Linked DNA regions of Mus musculus: regions 2, 3, 4 and 5 are each linked to region 1. Evidence: chromatin contacts called from public HiChIP or PLAC-seq data. All regions are on one chromosome and are shown on one strand. The core of a region is the stretch at or near the end of the contact, and the rest is flanking DNA. Distances in the headings are between cores, read along the strand shown. Region 1 overlaps Cbfa2t3 (CBFA2/RUNX1 translocation partner 3). Region 2 has its middle 6.3 kb from the start of Zc3h18. Region 3 has its middle 9.4 kb from the start of 2810013P06Rik. Region 4 overlaps Zfpm1 (zinc finger protein, multitype 1). Region 5 overlaps Ankrd11 (ankyrin repeat domain 11).

Region 1 (4,207 bases), core at 47-2,546:
GGATGGGTAAATAGAAGCCCTCGGGTGCCTCCTCCTAAGCCTGGCCTGTACCTACCAGAATCTGGAAGGTCCAGGCTCCCTAGCAGGCCAGGCACATCTTTATGCCATGGGAAAGGCCCCCCTTTCCAAGTGAGGCTTCCTGTTTAAGTAAGGACCGAGTGTTGGCTAGCTTTCTGGAGAATTAGTGGCATCCTACAGAGACTGTATAGGGCTAGCAACCTCTCGCTACAGGTCCTCCATGTTCTTGCTTGGTACACACCTAGCTGAGACCCCTCAGGGCCACTGCAGCTGTTGAGGGACCGGGCAGAGATGGGGGTAGGGCCCTTCTTCCCCTCCTCAGAGTCACTGTAGCACCGGATCCAGTGGTTGAGTTCCTCACGGTCGGCCTCCTGACACCGGCGCAGGACGGTGAGGGATCGCCGGGTCTTCTCCACCATGTCCATGATGCAGTTCAGAAGCTGCGGGCGGGTGGCAGGGCCTTCAGGACGTTGGAACCGGGGCTGTGGCCAGATGTGGCCATCCAATATGGAGGGGGTGGTCAGGGAGCCAGCTCAACGTCCCTGAAGGCGGGGCACAGAAATCTATACCTTGGCTCCCCACAAACAGTGAAATGACTCCCAGTGCCTGTGGGCACCCAACTTGAATGGAATCTTCTTTGGATGCATGGTAGGGGTGGAAGGGGCTTGGGCTGTTTCCTTCAAAACTCTCATTGCCAAGAAAGGTGCATGAGGGCCAGGGGAGTGGAGGTCCACCTGGCCTGACCAGGGGCTCAGGCACAAAGATGTCCTACATCACTGGGGCTTGACTCTGCAAGTGTCTGAGCAGGAGATGGTAGAGGAGGAAGAGCCAGTGTGCATGGCTCTTTGGCAGCATCCTGACAGGCCAACAGTGGATAATGACCCTCACATAAAAGGGCGGGCAGCCAGTGGGCATGCCGGTGGGTCCTACCAGGAGATGCTGAACCAACCCAGAGGAGCGCAATCTCAGCGTGGATCTCCCCACCCCAGCCTTGTGCAGATGTTCAGGGAGTCACACGGGCGTGGCAGCCCCACCTGGGCACTCACACTGTTGAGGTGCTTCCATTCTTCTGCCCACTCGCGTTCTGTGAGCCTGTGATCAATCACTTCTTCTTGTCGAGACCCAGGTATGGCTGTAGAAAAGGCCACACACAGTTAGGCCCCCATGCGGATGACTAAGCCCTGACTTGGATCTCAGGCCCTGCCCCTACTCCCAGGTGCCTCCTACTTCCTACACCAGGGGCGTCGGGAATCTAAACCAGGCCACCTCTGTTGTGCCTCATGACTCACTGCCTCCCGGTAACCTGCTAACCCAGCTCTTCTCGCTTCGCCCATTTCTGATAGGCAGCTCTAGATGAACTCACTTTAAAGGTTTCTCTTATCACGGTCCAGAAACCTCCAGGCCTCTGGGCAGCTGCTTAACTTAGGTGTGTTTATGACTTCCTTTCAGATAACTGCACTCCTATGCATTCCTCAAAGTCCAGGCCCGAGGGGCCCCTCCACAGCTGTAGTCTTTGGAATTCCTCAGGCCGTGTGTGTGTGTGTGTGTGTGTGTGTGTGTGTGTGTGTGTGTGTGTGTGTGTGTGTGTCTGGTCTCTAGGTACAAGATCTCCCTGTTTACTCTACTATCCCTGCTCCCAGACTGTCAGCTCCATGAAGAAAAATGGCGTGTTGTGTTTACCTCTGTGTCCCAGGCTGAACTCTGACCTGGGTGTTTACCCCCCCCCCCCAGTTCAATCTTGGGATCAGATCTACCTGCAGCAGGATCAAAGCAGTAATCCAGGATGGTTCATTCTCCGTGGGATCCTGGGGCCCTTATGTTGCCACTCCCTGCCTCAGTTTCCCAACCCTGCCTAGTTCTTGCATCATAAGTAGTTAGAAAGAAAAGCCCCAAGCTGACCTGATAAACTTGAGGGGTGTGCCCACAGTTACCAGGCAGAAAGTGGAGAGGCGGTGTTGGGTGTAAGGAGTCTGAATCTGGATCGGGAATGACCAAATGGGGTGTGGCGGGGTGTGGGGTGCCACTGGCTGGGGCGTGAGGAACATGATGGCCCTGTCTTGGTTTCCCTGCAATGTCAAATGCTCCCAGTGTCCTAACTGAGGCTGTGCAGGTGACCTGGCAGCAATCCAGACTTCCTGGGGGGTGGGGGGAGGCAAAACCTCTCTTTTAAGCAGCCATCAGCGCCTTAGGACCTCCTGCTACCCTAACCTGAAATGCCTCCCTGAGTTGCAGAAGGGCGGGGAGTGGCCACAGCCGTCATCCAGCACCCTCTCTGGCTGCCCACGAGGGGCCTGTGCCAACGCCCAAACTAAAATAGAGGCTGAGATCTGTGCGACAGCTGGCGTTTATTTTTGCATTAGCAGAAGCGGGTGGGAATTAGCACCTGCCTGACCCGGCTGTGGTGAGCCAGACACTGTCACCTGCTGCCTAGGACCAAGCCCTGGAAGCTTCCATGGTGTGGGGGCAGGGAAAGGCCTCTGTTGACCCTGCTCTGGGACCCTATTGGCATTCTGAGTGACCCTGGATGGTCATTTCTAACATTACGTTCCAACACACCAGGGTGTGGCAGGGACGGCCATCTCTGGGTTTCCGCAGAGTGTCGCTGTGCCCACCCATGGCTGCCCCACTCATACTCCTTGGACTTCGGTTTCCTTTGAGGTGTGGGTACAGACTGGGAAATGACAGCGTGCAAGATGAGTGGCATGTGTTCTGTGTCAGCTGCTGTCCTTGTCATCGGTGGCTGGGCCTTGGGGTAGAGTGTGTGTCAGGTGCTCTATCAATAACCTATCCTCACATAATCTCTGTTCTGACAAAGAAAGAAACTGAGGCACAGGGAGGTCACATGGCCCACTTGAGGGTCACTTCTGAATTCGAGGAAAAAAGGCAGCCCTGCTGGTAATCTTACCCTCAGCTACCGTGGCCTCATGCTGCCCAGGGCAGGAGTGTATCCCAAGGATTAGGGTCCTCTACTGTGGTGTTATTCAGTGTGTGAGGAGTGGCGACTTGTCTCTGGAGGGGCAAGTCAGGCTACATGGGCGCTGGGGTGGCTGCTGGCTCCTTATACCCATTTCCTTACTGGACAGCTGAGGTGCTGCTGGCAGCTTCAGTGTCCTCCACTAGAGCATAGGTACAAGCAGGTGCTGACTGAACCCCTAAATAAATGCATGCGGACTCTTTCCGACACCAGCACACGCAGGCGTAAACATGGGCACAAACTCACAGACACACAGGTTCCAGACTATGTGTTCAGACCTCAAGCGGTTGACGGCCCTCTCACACCGCTTACCCAGGGGCCGGTGGCGTTCCCGTAGCTCTCGGGGATCAGGATGGCGGTAGGAGTCCCGGAAATGGTGGGCCATGGCCATGTCCTCCAGGCGATAGTGCGGGGGTGGGGGTGGCGTCGGGTGGGGCAGCCCATTGCTGGGGCTGCAGCGCTGGGCGGGGCTCAGGGTGCAGGACCGCTTACTGAGGTGGTCGGGGTGCAGAGGGTCCCGGTCTGATCCATTCTCTTTGGTCCTGACCAAGAAAATAGGTGACCAATGGACATCAGCCTCAGTCTTGGATAGAGGATAATAATGGAGGGGAGGAGAGACAGACAGGGCAGAGGTAGAAAATCAGAGGAACACCCCCCCACACACACACACACTGGGTTCTGGTCCCCCGCTCTGACCTCCTCTGGGGCTCCTGGTGAAGAATGGACAGAGGGAGACACCCAGGGTCCCATGGCCAGGTGTGGTCCCCACTGCGATATAGTAGTAGGACCAGTATCTCTATGGCCTGTCAAGGGGTCCAGACCAGTCCAGCTACCATAGATAGGCCTTAGGTTCCAGGTCACTCAGGGTTTACAGACAGCACGGAGAAAAGTGAACTCTGGTGGACAGTCCCCTCCCTGAGCTGCTGTCCTCCAGGGATCCCAGAGGCCCCTGGGGTCCATAGCTAAATGAGCTGCATATGCTTGTAGAACCCAGTGTGGCCCACACGCCAGCCTGTCCCTGCAGCACACAGCGGGGTTAGCAGCGCTCGATCAGCCCGCTACAGACAACAGACCGGGCCAGCTGTCTGGCAGAGCTGCAGTAGGGGCAGATGGGCGGGCAGGAAGAGGCCACCATGGGTCACCTCCCGTCCTGTGGGTTTGTGAGAGGCTGGCACCTGTCAGGTGTTCTCCTTTTGCCGTTCTCGTTGACTTCCA
Region 2 (4,273 bases), core at 378-2,877, 270 kb before region 1:
GGACCCCTTACCAGCCACTCCATGCAGGGAGGAGCTAGGGTATGTTAGCACAAAGATTGAGTATGTTCCATCTGTGCAGCTACGAGAAAGCCGCCATCTGTGCCAGATGTGCGTGGCCATTTGAAGAGAGCTAGCACTAACGCACCAGCAAATAACCTGTCACCTGTGCTTTCTACGGAAGCCCAAGAGATCCACTGGTCCTGCAGAATAAAGTTCAGTGTAATCGTAACTCAGTTTGTTGTTGAGAGCCGAGGAGGAGGCTGTAGCGCTGTTTACATCTCCATCTGAGAAGAAATTTAACAATACACGTGCAGGGAACCTATCTGTGGGGTTCACATCCTTCCATAAGAGTACCCCAAGTGCACAGGAAATGGCACTGTGCCTGAAAGCCTGGCAAGCCACTCTGCTACAGAGGCCATGGAGTCAGGCTAAGCTGCATTCACGCGTCCTGGCCTTATCACGTGGAGAAGAACCGCCTGCTGAGTCCATCAGCCTACAGTAAAGTGAGAGGCAGGGATGTGGTCTGGGAATCCTGGTTACACACAGCAGAAAACCGGCAGCTGACTGCAGAGTCTTGAACAGATTCTCTACCCATGAGTCACCTCTACCTCTGTTAACACGATCACCACCCAAATATAAATTTCTAAGCAAGCCAACGTGCTTTGCGTCTTTACGCCGACTTTATTTCCCTGTGTGCATCTGCCTTATGTAGCTGTCACCCTCACAATTATGGTGAGCACACCCTCACAGTTCACCTTCTGCATCTGACCTGGAGCTGACCGTACCTCTCACGAGGGTTCAGCACAGCATACTCCCAAACGCACGGGGAAGGTGTTCACAGTTCTCAGCCAGACAATAGCCAGCTATAATGCTCATAGCTGTGGGACAGATACTAGCTCTGTCTTGGGCCCATGGAGGAGGTCGAGAGTGGGGCTTCTTAAACTTTCTGCTCATGATCTCTTTGAAAGCCCAAGAGAATTTTACATGACCTAGGTTCATAAGGATATAAAATATGCACATAAGCTTGTACTGATAATCTCAAGCTTATTTTTATAAAATTACTTGGAGCTGAGGCGATGTTGCTAAGTTTAGCAGAGTGTTTGCCTAGTGCACACTTGAGGGTTTGAGTTCTGTCTCCAGCACTCAAGGCATGGTGGCGCATACCTGCAGGAAGATCAGAAGTTTAAGGTCATCTGTGGCGACACGGCAAGTTCAAGGGCAGCCTGTGTTGTGTTACATGTAACCCTGCATACATACACTTCTGAATAGAGGAAGGAGCTGACCCCACGTAGGCCCTTTGCCACAGTCACTGGCTCACCCAAACCAGGAGCTGAGGCTCTTCGATGCAGAAGGAAGAGGAAAAGAAAAAAAAGCCAGCAGAAGCCAGGGGTCTCGGGATCCTCTATCCAGCCTCCCTGGGTTAAGAACCTTGGCTGAGAGATGTTGAATAAGGTAGATGGGATCCCAGCTGGGCAGAGGACAGCCTAAAGTTGACAGGACTGGTAAAACCCTCCACGCCAGAGAGTGGGCCCCCTGCTGATCCAGCCGGACTCTTTCTCCTTGCCTCAGAAGTAGAGGTCCCTCGCATTCAGAGTGAGTCTGCTTTAAGCTGAGTTCACAGCTGGCCAGCCAGAACAGGGTCAGTTGCAAAGCAGAGCTCTACTCTGGCACGCCCTCTGGTGACCACATGAAGAATCAGTAAGGCGGTCCATTCTAAAATTCAGACAAAATCATTTGTCAGCTACTCTTGACATTACGGAGAGTGAAGGCTGAGCAAACATGTATGGCTATGTCCACGCATGCCTTGAGAATGTAGAGACTGTAGGCCTGGGAGCCTTGCAGGGAGGGCAGTGGAAAATGAGACCTGCACTTCCCAACGTTTCCTGTTTCCTCCGCTGGGGTATTCAGGTGGACAACAGGCAGACCTCGAAACCCAGGGCTTCTAGAGGTGTTCGGGTCAGAGCCTGGGCCTTGCAGCCACATTAAATAAACCTTTCTCTGCACTTCACTACCACTTGTCTGATGAACTGGCATGCTGAATCTGGGTGACTGAGCCTTGGTCGTTAGGGCTACAAGGCTCCGGCTTCTGACTCTGTGCCGCATGTCCCAAGAGGAGCGACACACACACACACACACACACACACACACACACACACACACGGCAACAGGTTGGGCAGTTTCAGCCAGGTGGAACTGTTTGGTGTACACTTTGTAAAAGTCAAATTGTACATTTTAGGGACTGGAGAGATGGCTCAGTGGGTAAGAGCACTGACTGTTCTTTCGCAGGTTCCGAGTTCAAAGAGTTCAAATCCCAGCAACCACATGGTAGCTCACAACCATCTATAATGAGATCGGGTGCCCTCTTCTGGTGTGTCTGAAGACAGCTACATATAATACACATAACAATAAATAAAGCTTTAAAAAGTTGTATGCTTTATATGACTTTTTATTGCTTGTACGTTGTCTCATTATAGTCCCCAGTTTAGAAAGCCAGCCCCTCCCCCGCACCTCTCCCTCTGCGTACCCCCCACCCCCAATCTCCCTCCTTCGTGCTCTCAAGAGGCAGCTATTTTCCATTCTTTCGTCTTTGCAGGCATTTCCCTAGCATTTATCCTGATGATATCTTTCCTATGCTGTTTCCAAGCCTTTCCCTCCTGTCTGCCCTGGAACTCCTCATCTTCCTGCTGCCTCCCAAGGTCTCGGTTTATAGGCGGGCACCACCACTGCAGTTCATACTGACAGCCCCCAGACACTTGCCTCTCTACACATCATTCACACCCCCGCTGGCAGTCTGTGTGACTCACTTGCTCCACACCTTTCTTGGTTTTGTTTTCTGGTTTTTGTTTGTTTGTTTTGTTTTTTGAGACAGGGTTTCTCTGTGCAGTTACTTGCTCTGTGGACTAGACCTGGTCTCGAACTCACAGAGAGGTAGGTACCTGCCTGCCTCTGCCTCCTGAGTGCTGGGATTAAAGTCGTGCAACACACACACACACACACACAGACTCATGGTTGGTTGGTTTTGCTTTTGTCAACTTGACACCAGCTTGACTTACCTGAGAAGAGGGACTTCGGTAACTCATCATTTGTTACTTGTCGGGTTCTTCTTTCTTCCACCCTTCTCCACCATTTTCCCACCCTTCCAACCCCCTCACACTATATAGAGAAGAAAGGGTTAGAAGGGGGGTGTCGTTAGCCTTAGATTACTTCCTGTTGATTAAGGACAAGTTCCTTGGGGGCAAGTTTGATCTTTGCTGTCAGGATATCTAATTTCTTCTTTCTTCTCTGCTGTGACTACTCAGCAAGCCTAGCATTTATAGACCCTCTGAAAAGTCCCCAGAATTCCAAACATCACACAATCACAGAAACTTGTAGTAAAAACCAATTTAAGCCCACCCTCCACTAGCTTAACCAATAAACGAGTCTTGGACTATGGTTCTTTTATTTGACTTTGACAGTTTGTGGGGGGTGACCCCTAATCTACTCTTCTAACTGCAGATCTGGCCACCTCCCCAGTGGTGTACCCCGCATACTTATTGTTTCTCCTGGCCATGTGCTCATGGGTTCATCCCCTTTCTCCTTCCTCCTTCTCCCCCTCTCCTCCCCCAACCAGGTCACCCCAAACCTACTTACCTCCAATCCCTCAGTAATTGGTCGTAGCCTATTTTATGTAACCAATAATTTTAAGTCTAGGAACAAGGTTTGCACAACCAAAGCTTGTAACCTTGACAAGTCACTCCTAGGCCTAGACTGTCAGGTACAGAATTTGCATACTGACCAAACCTCGACAGAAACTGTCTGCAGCTGGCAAAAGCCACGCCCCTGCTAGATTACCAGCCCGATCTTTGGCAGCCGCTGTGGACAGCCTGAAGCAGCCCGAGATCCCACACCTGGGATTAAATGGAAACTTATTCTTATATTTCTGTATCTTCTAAATATTTTATTTATTATTTTATGTAAGTCCACTGTAGCTATCTTTAGACACACCAGAAGAGGGCATCATATCTTACTACAGATGGTTGTGAGCCACCATGTGGTTGCTGGGATTTGAACTCAGAACTTCGGAAGAGCAGTCAGTGCTCTTACCCGCTGAGCCATCTCACCAGCCCTTCTGTATTTTTTTTTTTAAAAGAAAACAAAATTCCACAATTGTCACTACAAACTTCAACTGAGAAAATGCCTCCACTGGCTTGTCTGTAGACAAGGCCATGTGGTGTTTTCAATTAATGACTTGGATGGCAGGGCTCATATCAATGTGGCCGGTGCCACCCCTGAG
Region 3 (4,158 bases), core at 411-2,910, 420 kb after region 1:
CGGGAAAATAATGTGACCTCTGCCTAGATACATACCTTAGTCCCCCCACCCCCAACCCCAGTATAGATACACTGTAAACATTATGTATGGGACTTGATACAACTTGTCTGTTCTAGTTATAAGTAGATAGTTTCATCATCTGGGATTGCCTTGGAACCCAAATATTAAACAAGTTAAATGGAATATAAGACAGGATGGCAGTTAGAAGAATAACTTCGTGCCTGACACCTGCAAGCCCCGGGTTCATCCCCAGGACCACAAAGCCAAACACTGCCTTGGAACACGTGTTCTGGTCTCCCTCTGCCATTGCACAGGTTGCAGGGATCAGGTCACGTGGCTTAGGCAGCAATGCAGTGAGTGCCTTACCTGCTGAACCTCTTTGCCAACCCCTGGAAAGCTTCTTTAAAATAAAGAATTTATTGGCACAACCAAAAATTTGCAACTCCAGTTCCAGGGGATCTGATGTCCTCTTCTGGCTTCTGTGGGCGTCAGGTATACGCTGTGGTGCACAGACATATACACAGGCAGGCAAAACACCCAACCCACATAAAAATAAAAACAAATAAATCAGCTTACTTCTTTGTGTGTGAGAGGGAAATTGCATGTGCTGGTGTGTATCTGTGCTGGTCCCTGCTCCTATAGATATGAAAGGTCAGAAAAAGGCCAAGCAGTAGTGACACACACTAGAGAGGCAGAGAGGCAGGTAGATTTCTAGGAGTTGGAGGCCAACATGGTCTACAGAGCTAGTGCTACGAGCGCCAAGGCTACACAGAGAAACCCTGTCTATTAAAAATAAATAAATAAAAGTCAGAAAGGGCCTCAGGTCTCCCCGTGCTCCTATTCTCCTGTATTGTTTGTTGGCTGTTCCTATGAGGAAGGGACTTCCCCTGAACCCGGGACTTGTGCTTTCTCAGCTGGCCTGGAAGGCAGAGGCCCCAGCAATCCTGCCTCCACTCTCCTTGAGTCGGGGCTGTGGGCATCGTGTTTGTAACCTGAGTGCTGACATCCAAACTCTGGTCCTTCTGGTTGTTCAGAAAAGGCCTTTGAACTGTCAAACCATCTGTCCAGCCTTCTGAAACTCTTTACACAGCTAAGGCTGGCCTAGAACCTCATCTTCCCGCCTCTTACCTCCCAAAAGCTGAGATTAAAGACATGTGCCACCATGCCAGCTGAAGATACCTCAACAAAATGTTTTAAAATTATTTTGAGCTGGGCATGGTGGCACATGCCTTTAATCCCAGCACTTGGGAGGCACAGGTAGGTGCATTTCTGAGTTCGAGACCAGCCTGGTCTACAGAGTGAGTTCCAGGACAGCCAAGGCTATATACAGAGAAACCCTGTTTTGAAAAACCAAAAAAAAAAAAAAAAAAAAAAAAAAAAAAAAAAAAAATATATATATATATATATATATATATATATATATATATATATTTTTTTTTTTTTTTAAGACAGAGTCTCACTTTATGCCCCAGATGTTCTGGTTGTCTCCCGTCCCTCCGCATCTTAAGCCCTTGCTTTTGGCCTGGTCTCTTTTTGTTCTGCGTTTCTAAGCACCAGAAGGAGCCAGTGGTCTCCTGAAAACAGAGCTCTGGAAATCCCCAGCAGACAGAGGGGACAAAGGTAAACCGCCTGGCAGGAAAGGCAGGGTGTGGCATACCACTCAGTAATCGTGAATCCAAAGTTCAAGTGTGGCTTATAGGAAACCCTACAGCAGCAGGTTTGCCCTTGATCTGTGGAAAACCTGAGGTGACCAAAACAAGGAGCATGTAGGACGAGCTGGCCAGTGACAAGCTATGACTGATCACAAGTCACAACGGCCTAGCCAGGGCTGTCACCCTTCAGGAAGACAATGTGAGGCTGTCCCCCAGGCACATGGCAGTTCTACATGAGACTGTTTAGGGGTTATGTAGTGATGACATACATGGTGACGGCTATATATTGGGCACAGTATCCTGCTTCACTGGAAACTACGTGAAAGCCCATTCACTGACAAGCATGCCCGTCCCTGCATCAAGTATCTATTCCCCATCCCATCTATCTGTATGCTCCTGGGACAGAGCGATACCAACCAGTTCCTCAGACACAGGGGCTGCCAGTGCACATTCAGAGCTGACCCTTCTTTGCCGGTATCTGGCCCATCTCCAGCAGCACTGAGGAAGGAAGGACACAGACATATGGCCAATGTGGACCCCTCGATGGACAGTGAGCTCAGACAAGGAAATTCCAGCGCAGATAGAGAGCAAACTTGAACTTAGCACCCACCTGTGATCCTAGTACACACCCGTAATCTTAGCAATCTGGAAGCCGAAACAGGAGGATCATCAGTTTGAGACCGACCTGGGCTACACAGTGAGACCTAGTTTCAAAACAAAACAGTAAAGGATCAGGCTTGGTGCCTGCCTGCAATCCTAGCATTTAGCATTGCTTCAACTGTATAGGAAATCCTGTCTCCTCAGAGAAAAGGAGTGGACACAGAGATTTTTTTAAATATATGCTTTTTTTTTTTTTTTTTTGGTTTTTCAAGACAGGGTCTCTCTGTATAGCCCTGGCTGGGATTAATATCTGCATCTTAACTGCATAGCATTCCAAAGATCAATGTCTGACATTTATAGCACACATTTACCTTTGTGTGTGTACATTTTTTATTCTCTCATATATTGCTTCCTGCCTGCAGTTTCCATCCCCTCCCCACCCCACCCCACCCCACCCCCCAGGGAGATTAATTTGTAAGACAATCTTTAGTGAAAAAACAAAAGTCTCTCCAAAACCACAGATATGAATCTGTGTATTCAAACAATCTGCAAAGCTCAGGTGATAGACTAATATTAAGGAAGTATGCGGCTTCAATCTGTCTGGCTTTGCTTCAGTAGGTAGACTGTGCAAGTAGATGGCTGTGGACGCAATGGTCGTGCTATGCTGTCATCCAAGGGCTTCAGGGTGGAGGGTGAATGAGAAGGCAACTATGTTTAAAGAAAAGAAAAGGCCAGGGCTGGTGAGATGGCTCAGTGAGTAAGAGCACCCGACGACTGCTCTACCAAAGGTCCGGAGTTCAAATCCCAGCAACCACATGGTGGTTCACAACCATCCGTAACGTGATCTGACTCCCTCTTCTGAAGACAGCTACAGTGTAATTACAATAAATAAATAAATCTTAAAAAAAATAAAAAAGGCCAGAGTCAGGTGTGGTGGCGCACACCTTTGATCATAGCACTCAGGAGGCAGAGGCAGGGAGTTCTAGGAGAGCCAGGGCTACTGAAAGAGAGAGAAGAAGGGAGGGAGAGACAGGTTCAGTCTCAAAAATAAGTCTAGAAGGCAGGTTGAATTTGATGCTTACTTGCTTAAGTATTGATACGAAAGCCTAGATCTTGTGAGGTTACTATTGTTGTTTGGCTTTGGGTGTCTATCTCACGCAGCCCAAGCTGGCCTTAAGCTGTCTGAGAGCCCAAAGATGATATTGAACTTCTTGTCTTGCTGCCTCTGCCTCCCAAATACTGGGATTATAGATATACCTCACCAAGCCCCAGGAAGTCTAGACCGGAAACCGGAAGAGACTCAACTTTCATCTCTTGCTTCCAGAGTGTTAAAGTTACTGCAGTTATACATAAAAGACAATGAAAGCAGCTTGGCTGATGCCCCTGCTGGGCGGTGAGTGAGAGGGGACTAGAGGCCAGGAGCCTCTGGGTTAGGAGCTCTAGCTGCTCTTCCAGAGCAGACCTGGTTTCAATTCTCAGCACCCACATGGCAGCTCACAACTGTCTGTAACTCCAGTTCCAGGGGAGTTGATGCCCTCACACAGACATACATGCAGTCAAAACACCAATGCACACAAAAATACAAATAAATCCTTTTATTTTATTTATTTGTTTGTTTATTTGTTTGGTTTTTTGTTTTGTTTTGTTCTGTTTTTTTGAGACAGGGTTTCTCTTTGTAGCCCTGGCTGTCCTGGAACTCACTCTGTAGACCAGGCTGGCCTTGAACTCAGAATTCTGCCTGCCTCTGCCTCTCAAGTGCTGGGATTAAAGGCCTGCGCCACCACTGCCAGGCCAAACAAATCTTTAAAAAAAAAAAAAAAAGAGTTTGCCAAGCAGTGGTGGTGCATGACTTTAATCAAGCGCTCAGGAGGCAGGTAGACATTTGAGTTCCAGGTCAGCCTGGTCT
Region 4 (4,223 bases), core at 654-3,153, 340 kb before region 1:
CCACGGATCAGTGCAGTCTAGTCTGCAGAGCCTTGAATTCAGAGACCCTCCTGTCTCTGCCTCCCAAGCGCAGAGATTAAAGACGTGCACCATCATGCCTGGTTAAGTTGGTATGTTTATTGCTTGTAGTAATTTCATTTACCGTCCCCCACACACACACACACACACACAAAGGTGGCTCTTTTGGTGAGAATGTTGGCTTGAAGGGATGGAGAGGCAGCTTGGTCAGTAAGTGCTCTCCACGCAAGCGTGAGGACCTGAGTTCAGATCTCCAGCCCCCTTATAAAGAGCCGAGCTCGGCAGTGCGGGCCTGTATCCCAGTGCTGAGGACTCGGGGACATGCTGCCTCTGGACAATACTGCATCCCTCTCGGGCAAAGAGCTCCCGCAGGACTTCTTATTTCTGACCACCCCCACCTGGATGATTCTAGAAGTTTGTCTTTGTCATCCTGGGTTATTGTCCCCACCCTCTCCTGACTAATCACCAGGATTTCATACCTGGGGTGTCTCGGGATTCACACTCTGAACCATCAAGTTCAAGGATATGAGAGGGGGGCTAGGGTCCAGCCTACCCATCACCCTTTAGGCGTCTCCCTGGTCTGAGCCTCAGTTTCCGTATCTGTAAGATGGGGCTAGAGATGCAAAGGTTGCCCCGCAACCCTGGTCCTGCTCCCCAGAACCTCTAGCCATATTCTCTGGCCACCCCATCTGTCCTGTACCTCCTCGCTGCCCACCAAATCCAGACTGCTAGACTCCAGGCCAGAGAGGCACAGCTGGACCCAGCTCCATCTGACCTGGCTGTGTAACCTTGGGCCAAGCACTTCACCTCACTGGGCCTGGCTACCTCATAGAGCAGATGAGCCCATGAGTGTCCTTGCAGGTCCTTGTGAAGAGCTGAGGAGACAGAGCTTGGGAACCCTGAGTCCTGGCAGACAGGTGGGACCCCCACCCTCCCAGGTTCTTCTCCAAGCCTGTCTTCCTTCCTGGCTGGTGCCTGAGAGAGAGGCCTCCTCCTTCAGCTCCACGGGTGTGGGAGGGAATGGGGTGGGTGTGTTCCGCCCTCCCAGGCCCCCAACAAAAAGAAGAAAGAAAGGGAACCTTGATAAAAAGAGCGATAGGCGCCATGCGTGGAGGAGCCGCTATCAGCCCATCTATCTGCCTGCTCACTCTCGGTTCTTCCCCCTTATCTCACCCCTCCAAATGCCAGGAACAAAAGCGTCGCAGACTTCCATGCATTGCCAAGCCCCTGGCCCAACTCAGGGCTGCCAGGAGAGATGGCCCTGAAATCTAAAGAGAAAGTCGAGGCCCCTCAGCCTCATCATTTTTGGAAAAGGAAGACCCAAATGGCCCATTCTGAGACCTAGCAGCTGGGGTGGAATTGTCCAGGAGTGGTGCCTAGGGGTGGGGGAGGTCTCCACGGCACCCCTTGCACATTGGCTGTGTGACCTTGGGTCAGCATCTTCCCTCTGAGGCATCCAGGGTGGGTAAGAATGAGTTTAGTGGGGCCTGGGTGGACCAGTTTTCCCCCATAAAGTTCCTTTCTACCTAAATCTTTCTCGGGTCACCAGAATCTAACACTTTCCAGAACACCCCCAAGATCCAGTCCCACCTTTGCCTCCCCTGAAAACTCCTAAGTCCTATGGATTGTCTTAGAAATGGCCTGGGTTCCCAAGAGCAGCACCACTGAGCCCTGGTCCCCAGAACGTCCATTCCTCCCACCTCTGTCCAGCCCCTACTAGCAGCCAATGAAAATAGTGTGTGCAAATGAGCAGACTTGAGGCTCAGAGATTGGCTACAGTTCCATGGAGGGGGTGGGGCCTTATCTCAAACGAGAGCTTGTACCTGTCCAGCCCAGACCCACTGGGTGGAAGTCCTCCCGGGCTTCTGTGCCTTCTTACTGAGCCTTGTGTTTGCCTTGAACAGGCGGGCCTTTAAGTAAGCTCTGCTGACCTCAGCCTAAGCCACACCCTCCGGCACTAGGACCTGGGCATTCCACAAACACTACAGTCAGCTCCTGTGCCAAATGAGAGTGGGGAGGTGAGAAGTGGAGCCGGGACAGGCAGCAAAGGCTGGCAGCTCCCTCCCTCCCTCCAGACCCTACTCGAGTTATTGTCCCCATCCCCTCCTGAGCCTGGTGACTCACTAGGAATGTTGCTGACCAAGTCTCTGTGGCCTGAGGCTCTGGCAAGAACAGGGATCTCCGTTTGTCTTTGTCACACCTCAGTTTCCCAATCTGTAAAATGGAAAGGAATCTAGTCCCTCAGCTGCCAGGAGGGTTTTGAACCCCATCCCTGCCCCAGGCCTCGGTTTCCCCACCACATCATGGGCCATTCTAGAGCTGCCCATTCCGTATTCTTTTCAAAGCTGCGGAGGTGGGATCCTGACCTTGCCCCCAGCCTCTCCGCTCCTCAGCGTACCGTATTACAGAATAGGGTCTATAGTCAGCAGTCGGGGGCACTGGCTCCCACCGCACCCCCAAGCCTCTGACCTAACAGCCACTGGTATGAGCAGGGGTTTGTTGTTGTTGTTGTTGTTTTAATGTGTAATTGCAAAATAGTGGGGAAACAAGGTCCCCTGGAGAGCTTAGGCTGAGACCTAAGGGAGGAAGAGTCAGGAGTGACCTCATGGCCTCCCTCAGTCCTGGCCCCCACACTAAGGGTCTCTGTCACCTGTTTTTATTAACTGTGTGTGAGGGTACACTATCCCATCGTGAGGCCTTCCAGGGGGCCTCTCAGACCCTGCCAGAGGGCATCCATCTCATTTGGGCAGCTCCCGCCTCCCCCCAGAGCACAGAGCTGGATAAAAGCTACCTGCTTGTTTCTAGATCAGCCTTGCTGTCTCGGGAGGAAGAGGATGGAGGAAAGGAACAGGGTCAAGTCAGTCTGAGAAGCTGGCATTACCACAGACAGGGAAGCCTGAGGAGTCCTGAGGGACGGACCAAGTGCTGTGATACGGAGACAGGGAAGGGACCGTGGCTGGGACACAGATGACTCGGAAGCCCCACAGCGTTGAGAAAGCATTCTTGAATCAGAGCCGAGGGGCAGAAGCTGAGCGGGGTGGAGGTGGAGTGGAGAGAAGATGCTGATGGTGTTGGTGAGAGCGTGAAGGACACACAACACAGGGCCTCATGTGTAAGCAGGGCAGGGAGAGGATGGGGTACCCACAGTGTGGAAGGAGGGGGTACCCACAGTGTGTTAGAGGATGGGGTACCCACAGTGTGTTAGAGGATGGGGCACCCACAGTGTGTTAGAGGATAGTGCACCCACAGTGTGTTAGAGGATAGTGTACCTACAGTGTGTTAGAGGATAGTGCACCCACAGTGTGTTAGAGGATGGGGCACCCACAGTGTGTTAAAGGATAGTGCACCCACAGTGTGTTAGAGGATAGTGTACCCACAGTGTGTTAGAGGATGGGGTACCCACAGTGTGTTAGAGGATGGGGTACCCACAGTGTGCTAGAGGATGGGGTACCCGCAGTGTGTTAGAGGATGGGGTACCCACAGTGTGTTAGAGGATAGTGTACCCACAATGTGTTAGAGGATGGGTTACCCACAGTGTGTTAGAGGATAGTGTACCCACAGTGTGTTAGAGGATGGGGCACCCACAATGTGTTAGAGGATTGTGTACCCACAGTGTGTTAGAGGGTGGGGCACCCACAGTGTGAGAGGATGGGGCACCCGCAGTGGGTTTGGGAAGTGCTCAGAGCACTGTGCTGTTCCAGATGGGCACAGCCCAGCCTGCTGAGTGGAGGGCTTGTCTGTCACACAGGAGCCACCCCCTCCTGAGTAGCCATCTGCCTCTGCCCTGTGCCACACAGCGACGGCTCCATTAGTGAAACCCGCTCACATGGCTCAGTTCTTATCACCCATCTGGAGAAGGGATCACTCCAGCCTCAGCGCCCATCTCCGAGGCTTGTTTCCTCCTCTTTGCCCCAGGCGATGAGCTGTGGCCTCAGCAGGCCCGGGCCCCATCCTATCGCAGGACCCCCAGGCCATGGCCATCCCCGGGGAGCACAACCAGCCCCCTTGATATCCTGGGCCTTCCCCCATGCGGCCCCTCCCCCAGAAGCGCAGGCCATGGCTTCCCGGAGTGAAACAATCTTGTGTAATCTATCAGTGGCTATCGGGCCCATCGAGGGGAGGGACGGGAGTGGCTGGGCCTAGAGATGGCGCCAACCTTTAGCGTTGATAAAGTTTCCGAGTTCAGCTGTGATGAATGTTGAGTA
Region 5 (4,598 bases), core at 370-2,869, 270 kb after region 1:
GCTAAAGATTGAAAAATACAGAAATACAAATCCAGGCATGCACTGAGACCTGGATACCAGCAGCTGGGAGCAGAAGCCCCTCCTAATACTAAGATCCTAACAGATGAGGCAGAAGTAGCACAGGCAAGGGCTCACGGCCCTCAGTGTGGAGCTGGGAGCACACTACCTGGCTCCTATACTCACATGTCTGTCACTCCTCCTCTTGTCTTCCTTAAGGATCTCTGCTGTGCTCTAACCCCAAACACCTTTCACATTGGCTAATTTTGATGTCTCATTGCTATAAATGCTAAATAACAGTCCTGAGCCTTCGTATCAAGTAGATATATTACTTTGTTCTGGTTTGCCCACCAGACCATCTGCCTCTGAATTATGGAAAATACACAATTTGAAACTGAAATTACTTTCTTTGCTAGTCCACAGTCTTCTCTGTGAAGAAAAAAATGGAAAGGGCAAATGGCTGAGAAATATACCAGACCAACCACCAAGTCCATGAAGCATTTTATTTGGCTCTGGTTGTTCACAAGCAGTCACACTGTGGTTATTAGGGCAATCAGCAGGTTCTCCACGCCACGCCCTTTCCCTGCCAAGCCCTAGCCTGTGAGTCAGTGACCTGGCAGACAGATGCACTCTGCTTTCTCACTTGCCATGGTCTAGCATCTGCCAATATGCAGCCCAGAGTTACACCATCTAGTGAGCAAGAGGACAGAAAAGCCTCATTAGCGTGTGTGCACATGTACACACACACAGCCTCTTACACCAAGCATTCCGAGTTCCATATAGCCAATGGCAAGAGAATCCCTCAGTTTTTCCTCTCCCACAGAAGAACTGAGGGATCAAGCCCCGAGGAATGAACGCTTCAGTGGGTGTCTAAGACTCATGAGTCGACCGAACGCTGTACAGACCCGAAAAGAGGCTCAAAGGCACAGCGGTGGAAAAAGTTAATTCTCTCCCTTCTTCCAAGGAAGCACTGTACTGGGAAGCCAGTTTTGACTTCATACGCAATGGGGCAGGTGGATTCTGTGTGAGCCCTAGAAAGGTAGGTAGGGTAATTTATAGATTTTTAAATTAGTGGAAAAATTTTCAACAGAGACCAAATTTTAAGCAAATCACGTAATTCCATAACGAAGGTTTTTTTTTTTTTTTTTTTTTTAAAGTAGCCCTAGGTGGCCTGCAGGTCATAGAATCTACTTGCTTCCCATGCTCCAGGATCAAAAGGTTGTGATGTCACACCAGGCCTCGGGAACTCTACAGAGACCAGACCGAGAGTGGGAGGAAGAGCCTTTCCTCACCAGGTGATGTATGTGGTCAACACCAAAGACCTGGTCTGGAAGAGGCCCTGAGGGAGTGGAGATGGTCTTACAGTCTGAGATGAGGGTACCGGCTCAGACAACCAGGTCTGTTATGTCCCAGTCTCGCCAGTGTCACAGGGGGTCAGGACATGCTCCTGTCCACAGCTCCTGGGCATCATGATCGCAGGCATGTTCCATCTTGAGGTCTATCTGAACACCTACAGCATCTAGCTGCGGCATAAGCATCACAACACTGATAGACAGCCTTGGGAGGGCAAGCTTTTTCATCAGGCTGACTCACAACAGACAAAACTGTACTGTTCTTGGCAGGATGCCCTCAGTCCTGACTAAGCACTGGGGAAGCCGCACCTCCAGTGGGCTGGGCCATTGGCAGCAGGGTCTGGGAAACAGGAAAAGTTTGTACGGTTTGGTCATTTAAGGCCAGCCAGCTTCTTGCCACTTGAGGGCACAGTAAAGGACGCTCACTATTTGCTACTAGGAACCCTGACTGGAATGAGGGTGGGAGGGTACCCCTTGTGTTACTGGGGTAGACCGCATTTGTCATCAAGGATGAGTGCTAAACTGTACATTATCAGCAGAGGGCGCTGGAGGAACACTGGTCAGGAAAGGATAAGCTATTGGCCTAGGGCACTGCAAGCATTTGTCTGTAAAAACCTTTCAAAACTAGGAGGTGCCTTAGTATGACTGAGTCACACACCTCCAGGGAGGTCTGACAACCCTATCAAGATGACCAGAGAGATCCTATCTTGGTCACTATTTCATCGAGTTAAAAATATCAGCACTTTTCCAGCTTCCAGAACTCTGAGCCAAAATAAACCTCTTTATTACACAGGGGGAAAATATCAATCCCACAATTCTTTGCGCACCCATTCTGAGTATTCTCCATCCTGAATGAGGTGGTGGGTGCCACTGCAGAAGCCCCTGCAGACAAGATGCCATCCACTCCATCATACCCCGTTTGTAAGCCAGCACTGCATCTCTGGGTAGGAGAATAATACCCAGTACTTCCTGAGGCATCCAGCTCACCAATGTATAGAAGAGAAAGATTATAAAGTGTGTGTGTGTTTGTGTGTGCGCGAGCGCGCGCAGAACCCAATGGATGAAGACAAACCAATACTTCCAGTACTTAGGAGATGAATGCAAAAGGATCCAGAGGTGGAAACCAGCCTGAGAAAACTGACAAACCCCATCTCCAAGTATAGAGATGCCTAAGGCTGGACGTCTTAAACAACACCAACAGTAGCGAGTTTGCACATAGGCTTCGGGTTCCATTTCCAACGAAGGAAGGAGTAGGAAAGGAGTGGATCCAGTCTTCACTGGAGCTGCGAGACCCGACTCACAAACGTTATAAAGAAGTCAGCCACGGATAGGACAGTAGACACAGCGCTGGCCAGTCACCCATCTCTAGCTAGGTCTACAGTTCAGTCTTCCTGAAAACGCTACCTGCCAAAGCTGAGCCTGTGCCTGCCTCAGGTCAGGTGTGAACATGAACAGTTTGACAGCACACCAACAGCGAAGGCTGAAGGACAATCTAGAGTGCAGTGGTGCAGAGCCTCACAGAGGCCTCCACAGATGGACAGACTTCCCTCCACAACCACAACAGGAGTCAGAGCACTCTCCTGAGCAATGCAAGGACCGCCACTTGCCTTATGAATCCCTACAAACAATGTTAAAACACACGCGCGCGCACAGACACACACAGACATTCAGGTTTGATGTGGTCTTCTGGTTATGTCCTGATGAGCTCACGGGGCTGTCATCCCTCCACTCCAGCACTACGGCAGAACAGAGGTGTAGGGAAGCCTGCTATCCACATGTCTACCATAAGTACCCACATACTTCTGCTTTTCCTTACAAGTATCTGTGACAGAGGGTGCGACATCCATGCAAGCCTTTATAAACCTCCCACCCCGAGACATCAGCAGCCTCATCTCAACGTCCTCAGTGCTAGGAGATGACAGACATGAAACCCAATGCTTCACCCCAGGCTTCCTCTGCCATTTGTGTTCTACTGCCCCAGAGGCCTTAAAAAAGGGGGGAGGAGAAAAGACCAGTAGAGTGGAGTCCTGCCTGCATCATCAAATTCAGAAGGATATGCAAGCCAGTAGCAGACCCCAGGGTTCTCCTTGAGCAAGACAGAATCCGACTGGGAACGTACACAATGAAAGGTGCTAACCCCAACCCGTATATGCTCCTGTTCTGCATTCTTAGACCTATCCATTCTTAGGAAGACTACACCAGCTGCCTCGATTTCAGGTTCTCCCTGGGTTCTGCCACAAATCCATGTGCCTTGGGAGCTGTGGGGAGCCATCACCTAGAGGCCTGCTGTCTCTTGCCCTTACTGTTATTACTCTGGGCTGCACTGTACAGACTGGTGCAATAGCTATGGCAAGACTCCTCCAGGGATACAGTGTTAAACCCAGTCTGGTACCTGTGTCCGAGTCCTTCTGCTCTCCATTGGCCCCCACGGTGAAGGGCAGCTTCCGCTTGGTGGCTCGTTCTCTCACCTCCTTCCCGCCATCACTGCGGTCCAGCTTGGGAGTCTTGGTTAGAGAAACTTTATCTTTATCCTACAAGAGAGAGAGAGCAATGCTTTCAGTTATTGTTTCCGGGTTAAATCCTCAAGTCACGACTTTGGCTTCATGTGCCAAAGAAAGCAAACATTTTACTGGGGCGATCAACAGCCCCTCCTGTTCTAGGACATATATGCTTCTAGGACTAAAAGGCTTGACTGTGACTGCTCCTCCTTTAGCTAGGGTTGCTCTCTGCCTTAGCCTCCCACCACGAGGACGGCACTGTTGATGAGGAGCACTGAACTCTCCCTACAAGTCAGAATCAAACTCCACAACATAACTCGCATAGAGTGCTGGCAGAGTTAAAGGTGCAAATCATACTGTCCAAGGGTTAAGGCCCCGAACAACCACAACCCCCCTGCCCACCAAGACTGGGAAAGTTGCAGCTTTGTTCTGATTCAGAACATGGGCCCACTGGCTGCTCCTGGTGATAGATAGCCCCGCTGCCTGTGCATTCTATTCCATCCGAGGCCTGAGATATGGTGAGGTGGCATGTCTGTAGGTAAGAGAAATGAGGGTCTCTCTCTTAGGGGGTAATAACCTAAGTTAAAAAAAAAAGTGAAATGGAAGTTGCATGTGTGTCACTAAAAAAGTTTCACATTTTAAAAACATACATAAAACTCGCAGCGTGGTGGCACATGCCTTTAGTCCCAGCACTCGGGAGGCAGAGGCAGGTGGATTTCTGAGTTCTAGGCCAGCCTGGTCTACAAAGTGA

The links. HiChIP or PLAC-seq counts read pairs in DNA pulled down with a chosen protein or histone mark.
Region 2: a FOXA1 HiChIP or PLAC-seq map of pancreatic cancer cells shows a contact between it and region 1. The contact joins two enhancer-like sites. A contact is called at or near these places in 1 of 39 promoter capture datasets (stem cell-derived epiblast-like cells), 1 of 115 datasets of contacts at active chromatin or transcription factors (pancreatic cancer cells) and 1 of 9 other capture datasets (adipose tissue).
Region 3: a contact with region 1 is called in a FOXA1 HiChIP or PLAC-seq map of pancreatic cancer cells. The contact joins two enhancer-like sites. A contact is called at or near these places in 11 of 39 promoter capture datasets (the 3T3-L1 cell line, the HPC-7 cell line, cranial neural crest and 7 more), 3 of 484 Hi-C or Micro-C datasets (cerebellum and cortical neurons), 11 of 115 datasets of contacts at active chromatin or transcription factors (T-cell acute lymphoblastic leukemia, cardiomyocytes, embryonic forebrain and 8 more) and 5 of 9 other capture datasets (adipose tissue, embryonic stem cells, liver and 2 more).
Region 4: a contact with region 1 is called in a FOXA1 HiChIP or PLAC-seq map of pancreatic cancer cells. The contact joins two enhancer-like sites. A contact is called at or near these places in 1 of 39 promoter capture datasets (pre-B cells), 1 of 115 datasets of contacts at active chromatin or transcription factors (pancreatic cancer cells) and 1 of 9 other capture datasets (liver).
Region 5: a FOXA1 HiChIP or PLAC-seq map of pancreatic cancer cells shows a contact between it and region 1. The contact joins two enhancer-like sites. A contact is called at or near these places in 20 of 39 promoter capture datasets (the 3T3-L1 cell line, the C10 cell line, the HPC-7 cell line and 13 more), 3 of 484 Hi-C or Micro-C datasets (the G1E-ER4 cell line, adipose-derived mesenchymal stem cells and embryonic fibroblasts), 2 of 115 datasets of contacts at active chromatin or transcription factors (SST interneurons and pancreatic cancer cells) and 2 of 9 other capture datasets (liver and pancreatic islet).

Annotation. Positions count from the first base shown.
Region 1 is chr8:122,634,690-122,638,896 of GRCm38.p6, forward strand. It overlaps Cbfa2t3 (CBFA2/RUNX1 translocation partner 3), which reads right to left. Exons shown (of 12, transcript NM_001109873.1): 6 at 4,168-4,207; 7 at 3,305-3,534; 8 at 1,065-1,150; 9 at 260-458. Among named protein-coding and RNA genes, the nearest start is that of Pabpn1l, 14 kb to the left of the region's middle. Within about 2 kb of position 1,297, at least 64 of the 459 cell types and tissues checked have an H3K27ac peak or open chromatin away from gene starts, as enhancers often do. A contact at or near this core is called in pancreatic cancer cells and pancreatic islet, where this site is marked.
Region 2 is chr8:122,368,169-122,372,441 of GRCm38.p6, forward strand. No RefSeq gene overlaps it. Among named protein-coding and RNA genes, the nearest start is that of Zc3h18, 6.3 kb to the right of the region's middle. Within about 2 kb of position 1,628, at least 41 of the 459 cell types and tissues checked have an H3K27ac peak or open chromatin away from gene starts, as enhancers often do. A contact at or near this core is called in pancreatic cancer cells, where this site is marked.
Region 3 is chr8:123,049,936-123,054,093 of GRCm38.p6, forward strand. No RefSeq gene overlaps it. Among named protein-coding and RNA genes, the nearest start is that of 2810013P06Rik, 9.4 kb to the left of the region's middle. Within about 2 kb of position 1,661, at least 36 of the 459 cell types and tissues checked have an H3K27ac peak or open chromatin away from gene starts, as enhancers often do. A contact at or near this core is called in pancreatic cancer cells, where this site is marked.
Region 4 is chr8:122,292,573-122,296,795 of GRCm38.p6, forward strand. The region is part of intron 1 of Zfpm1 (zinc finger protein, multitype 1); the gene reads left to right. Among named protein-coding and RNA genes, the nearest start is that of Gm39269, 9.5 kb to the left of the region's middle. RefSeq lists enhancers at 3,679-4,034, 4,056-4,223. Within about 2 kb of position 1,904, at least 143 of the 459 cell types and tissues checked have an H3K27ac peak or open chromatin away from gene starts, as enhancers often do. A contact at or near this core is called in pancreatic cancer cells, where this site is marked.
Region 5 is chr8:122,904,927-122,909,524 of GRCm38.p6, forward strand. Ankrd11 (ankyrin repeat domain 11) reads right to left here. Exons shown (of 13, transcript NM_001081379.2): 4 at 3,742-3,880. It overlaps Gm39273 (a long non-coding RNA gene), which reads left to right. Exons shown (of 4, transcript XR_003947488.1): 2 at 1-1,036; 3 at 1,155-4,598. Among named protein-coding and RNA genes, the nearest start is that of Gm39272, 27 kb to the right of the region's middle. Within about 2 kb of position 1,620, at least 211 of the 459 cell types and tissues checked have an H3K27ac peak or open chromatin away from gene starts, as enhancers often do. A contact at or near this core is called in pancreatic cancer cells and pancreatic islet, where this site is marked.